Linked DNA regions of Sus scrofa: region 1 is linked to region 2. A link is a contact called in public Hi-C data. All regions are on one chromosome and are shown on one strand. The core of a region is the stretch at or near the end of the contact, and the rest is flanking DNA. Distances in the headings are between cores, read along the strand shown.

Region 1 (2,757 bases), core at 102-2,601, 120 kb before region 2:
GAGCCAGGAAGTGAATTTGAACAACAGGTGGGACCTATGCCAACCCACTGGGCGGGGCTGGGGCTTGAACCCACACCTCTGCAGCAATCCCAGTTGCTTCAGTCGGATTCTTAACCCAGTGGGCCACAGCAGGAACTCCTATTATATTTTTAAAAGTTACTACAAGCATATTACTTTTGAAACAGAAAAAAAGCTATTTAAAAAAAATTTTTTTATTACTCCAACGAATTTATCACATCTGTTAAGAAGCTATTTTTTTAAAGGAAAAGAAGCTGTTGCCCCAGGAGAGTGTACATTGTCGTAGGGGCAACGACAGGATCAGAATCTGGTCCTGAGCCTTGGGAACAGTTCACTTTTGAGAATGCCACTCAGGCCATCCCCTGCAATCCTAGCGATGTGGGAAGGACCGGCCAGAGTGTCCCCAAGTAAGTGTGGCCTCCCTCTGCCTCATGCCCAGGTCTGCACCTCTGTCCTTCTCCCCTCTCCAAAATACTGAGCCGTTCTCCATGAAGACAAGGAAATGTGCGGGGTGGGGTTGGGGGTGGTGCTGGTTCATAGCAGGGAGGCATCGCTGGCATCTAGGGGTAGAGGCAGGTGGCACTGAGAACACAACCTTCCCTGGAGAGACCGTCCCACGGAGAAAACTTGCCAGGCGTTTGCAGTGGACACTGGATTAAAACGTGCTGCCGGCACAGACTGGGTGAGCCCTGTGGGGAGTCCTCACCAGAACTGTGGTCTCTGTAAGACGTTCTGCTTCCCACTGCCTCTCACGACGAGGGAGTGTAAAGGCGGGGGGCCACGGTGGCCCTTGGTGCAGTGGACCTGAGCGTGACATGAACACAGAGGAGCCTACGTCCCAACACACCTGACCACAAGGGTCAGGGAAGAGAGGTCTTGGTTTTGCCTTTGTTTCCTCCAAATTCAGAGCCACAGCCTGAAGGAGCGGAAGTTAAGGGCATTTGGCGTCTGCATACCTGCCGGGAGCAGGAAAACTGCCAGGGTTTGCGTACCAACAGACCGGCTCAGGCACTAGGGACGGTGGTCAGTCCCACAGAAGCGCAGGGTCCTGGGCTACAGGGTTACGCGGCGTGCGCGCCCAGCCCTGGCACAGGCGGGGTTTTCTGCCGTCGGGCTCCGGGGAACGAAGAACTTGAGCGGTGATCGTGGGGAAACCCTGGCCCACTCCCCTTGGCCCTCGCGGTCCCCGGGAACCCGGAAGGCGCTCTGCGCGTGGAATTCGGCTCCAGCCGCCCTCAGTGTGGACGCCAAAGCGGCCCTGGCCGACCTCCCCCGACCGCTTCGGGCCTGGGCTGCGCCGTAGCTCAGGACGCGACGGAACGCGGGCCTGGGGATGGGAGGGGAGAGTGCGCGCGCACCCCGGCAGGGCGGGAACGGGCCGCCCCGCGCAAGGCCCCGCCCCGCCCCACGCAGGGCCGGAAGCGCGCTCCCCAGGCGCGCCCTCCTCCGCCTGGAGGCCGGGCCGGCGGGGCCCAGAGGCGGCTGTCCCCTCTCCGCCCCCGGGTTCCGCGCCGTTGGCGGAGAGCGCGCGCCCGCAGTCCTTGCATCCGTGATACCACATCTTCTGACACCCCACCTCATCTTTCCCGCGTGGCCCACTCCCCTCCCGCGCACCCCACCCCCTTGCACTGCCCGATGACGCGGTTTCCTAGGAGCTGGGCAGGCCAGGAGGAGGGGATTGCTGGACCAAAGGGCTCCTCCAAGGCTGAGTGTGGGCTCTAATTGGCTCGGATTCTGTCATAACCGCTCACTAGCAGTGTGGCCTCCAATAAGTTAAAAATCATCTTTGGTGGTAATAATAGTGTCATCCTGAGAGCATTGCTGTGAGCATTAAATGAGCTAAAACACCTAGAACAGTGCTTCTAAAAAAGCATGTCCTATCTTAGGGTATCATCATTAAAGGTGTCATTAGCACATGAAACACAAAGGATGCTCACAAAATAACCAATAAAATATATTCAATGCTCACCTTTCACCCCTCTCCTGTGCAAAGGACTCAGAACTCAATGATGTAAAAACACAGGGAAATGAGGAAGAGATCAATTTGCCATGCCCAAGAATTCCTAAGAATTTACTAGCTACTCAAGCATGACTCCCCACTCCTTGATTAATTAAGGGCTGCACATGGAAAGCACAGTATGCAAAGGAGCAGGGGCCAGCAACTTTACAGGGAAGAGAGCTGACCAACAGACTCAGCAGATGATCAAGGCTGCCATCAAGGTGTTAAGGCAAGTTAATTTTATCTAGCCTACCCCAGCTCATTCCTGAAAAAAAATTAGACAAATCACAGCTGAAGGACAGTCAACAAAATATCTGACCAAGACTGTCACAAGATCATCAAAAACAAGGAAAGTCTGAGAAACTGTCACAACAAAGAGCCTAAAGAGCCATGACAACTAAATATACATGGTAGATCCTACAACAAAAAAGGACATTAGGTAAAAACCTAAATAAATCTGAATATGGTATGGTTCTTGTTTTTTTTTTTTTTTTAAGTGGTTTAATCAAGATAGAATGTATTTCTTGTTTTTTTTGTGTTTTTTTTTTTTTTTTTTTTTTTTTGCTTTTTAGGGCCAAACCCTCAGCACATGGAGGCTCTCAGGCTAGGGGTCAAATTGGAGCTGCAGTTGCTGGCCTATGCCACAGCCACAGCAAAGCGGGATCTGAGCTGTGTCTGTGACCTACACCACACCTCATGGTAATGCCAGATCACCGAACCACTGAGTGAGGCCAGGGATT
Region 2 (2,700 bases), core at 141-2,640:
AGAACTAACAGAATTCCATGTCAAACTTTATGGCTCTTTGAAATCTAATGCACACAAAAACCAATTTCTCGAAAAACTACCATCTTACAGGGAACCTGGACCCAGGCCTGAGTTCTCAAGAAGAGACCAATTCCTCAGGCCTTGCCCAGGTCACTGCCCCCAGCTGAGCCGGAGTGACCGCAGTAGGCAGAACTTCAATCCACCCTCAATGGATGGAGACCCCTTCCTGTTGCCAGCCAGCCCACCTGCTCCCACAAAAAAACCTGTTGCTGTTCAAGTCTTGCGAAATTCGAAAACGAATGTCTCATGAAAGTTGACGTTAGGAGCTTTAAAGAGTGGAGGAATACGCGGGATCTCAGCAAGGGCGGCACTGTGCCCTCCGAGCTTGCAGCTACCGCCTGGGGCAACCCAGGCCCCCAGATCCCGGGCACTCGCAGCCGCCGGCCGGACTCCAGGCCGCGCGTCCATTTTGCAGCAGGTCCGTCAGACAGACCAGGAGGGGAGAGGAACCTGCGGTCCCCGGGGCCCAGACCCCCACCGGGGCCCCGGCCCCAGCCCGGCTCCAACTTCAGCTCCTGGCCCGCAGAGACCCCAGATCCCAACCCCGGCCCAAACGCAGATTCCAGACTCGGACTCGGCCCCGGGCTCCAGACTCAGACCCAGGCCCGGACCCCAGACCACCCGCCCACTCCAGACTCCAGTCCAACTCTGACCGCGGACTCCAGATCCCGGCCCACCCTGACCCTGAATTGAAGCGACCCCGGCCGGCCCGGGCTTCCAACCCTGCCCCTGGCCGGCCCGTCGGCCCCTACCGACCCCGGCCAGCCCGCCCGCCCTCTCAGCGGGCCGCACCTTGACGTGGAAGCGGATGAGCGCCAGGCGGATGCAGTGCGCCATGCAGACGGGTGGCAGGAACCAGACCTTGGGCGGCGGGGTGCCCTTGTTCTGGACATGGCTGACGATCTGCTGCGCCGTCTGGCGCTCGTTGCCCTGCCGCTTGACCCATTCGTGCAGCCGCGCCTTCTCGAGCGCGCCGTTGAAGAAGACGAAGAGCTCGATGTTGCCGCCGAAGCAGGCCTTGGCTAGCGCGGCCAGGTAGCCGAGCATGTGGTTCCACTGGCCGCCGCTCACCCAGTCGGTGTAGAAGCCGCCGTAGAGGCGGTGCAGGCAGTTGTCGGCGTCCACCAGCAGGCGCAGCGGCGTGTGCGGGGGCCGCTGCCGCCCGCCGCCCACCAGGCTGCCCCGGGCCAGCTTCTGCAGCTCCACCGGCACCACGGCGCTCGGGCAGTGCTTCTCGATGTAGTCCTGGAAGCCCTGCACGCCCATGGCGGCGGCGGCGGCGGGCGCGGGGCGGCGGGGCGGCGGGGCCGGGGGCGGCGGGGCCGTGGCGCGAGCCGGGGCCGGGGCCGGGGGCGGGCTCTAGGGGGGGCCGGGCCGGGCCGCGGGCGCGCTCATGGCCGCTGCGGCCGCCATGTGCTGCCGCCTCCCAGGGCCATGGCGGGGAGGGACCTGCGCCGTGCGCCGCTCCAGGCCCAGGCCAGGCGGAGGCGGCCTCGCGCGGGCGGCGGCGGCGGCAGCGGCGGGGCGGGGCGGGGCGGGGCGGCGACGGCTGACGTCCGCGGGCCGGCGGAAGAGGCGGTGCCGCGGGGCGGGGCGGGCAGCCGGAGCCTGAGACCCCTACCCACACGATCCCCGGCCCGCGGGAGGGGCGCCCGGCCCAGGCGGTGCGCGGGGTCTGCGCGAGCTTCCGGGAGGCCTCGGGGCGGCGGCCTCACCTCCTCCGCTTTATGACCCCTAGAGCTGTCACCGGGGAAGCCTCCTCGCATCCCTGGGGTACGGTCACCCCAGACGGTCTTGTCCGCGGAAGCCAGTCGGACAATCCCTTTCCCGGCCCCGCTGCGAACCGCTCACCCCGAGGAGGCCACGTTGTGTCCTCGGGATCCGATCACCCTGAAGAGTTCTCATCCTGAAAGCTGGTCGCCTCGAGGAGGAGGCCCGGCCCGTCGCCGATGGCCATAAGAAAGCCCCATTGTCATCCCCTGCGCCGGTCATTCCAAGGAGGCCCTCTCGCGCCCCCGTGGACTGGTCACCCAGAGAAGGCCCCTTCCCGTCTCCAGGAGTCAGTCACCTGAGGAATCCGCGTCCATCCCCAGGAGCTGGTCACCCCGAGGAGACCTCAGCCTGACCTTGGGGTATCATCCCCTCAAGGAAGCCACATCCAGTCCCTTGAGAGACGGTCACCAGAGGAGGTCTCATCCCTGGGGTGTGGCCACCCCAAGAGTCTCGTCCTGGTCCCAGGGGCAGTCACCCAAAGGTGGGACCGGTGCCCTGGCGGAGGTGGCTGCAGACTGAAGAGTAGGCAGGCAGTAGACGTCGGGGTGCATCTGGGAGGGAGGATGGTGAGCAGAAGCCATTTGTCCCAAATGGAGAAAGGAACTAGACTGTGTGCTGGGTGTAGTCACCAAGTTTTAGAAATGATCTCCTGCTCTCTCAGCTTTAATCGCATTGGTATCTTTAATTAACTTAGAAAATAACTCTCCAGACTTGCAGTTGTTCATAAGGAGTGGAGTCCTAATTCTGAGAAAGTTAGAAAGGTGGCAGATTGACCCCACGACTCGCTGGGATTACTGCTTTTCTGGGAGAAATAGGGCTGCGTTGTAAGCGGAGACCCTCACTGGAGCTCCCTTTTAGGGAGTAGAT

The links. Hi-C and Micro-C count contacts between places; a contact is called where the count stands out from the background.
Region 1: a Hi-C map of alveolar macrophages shows a contact between it and region 2, with 2.4 times the contacts expected there. A contact is called at or near these places in 1 of 5 promoter capture datasets (liver), 4 of 47 Hi-C or Micro-C datasets (alveolar macrophages, heart right ventricle, liver and 1 more) and 2 of 2 datasets of targeted methods (alveolar macrophages and skeletal muscle).

Annotation. Positions count from the first base shown.
Region 1 is chr3:42,975,380-42,978,136 of Sscrofa11.1, reverse strand. No RefSeq gene overlaps it. Among named protein-coding and RNA genes, the nearest start is that of PHF2, 12 kb to the left of the region's middle.
Region 2 is chr3:42,860,284-42,862,983 of Sscrofa11.1, reverse strand. FAM120A (constitutive coactivator of PPAR-gamma-like protein 1) reads right to left here and starts at 1,390. Exons shown (of 19, transcript XM_021088177.1): 1 at 853-1,390. The coding sequence starts at 1,326. It overlaps LOC102158199 (a long non-coding RNA gene), which reads left to right and starts at 1,623. Exons shown (of 2, transcript XR_302257.2): 1 at 1,623-2,314.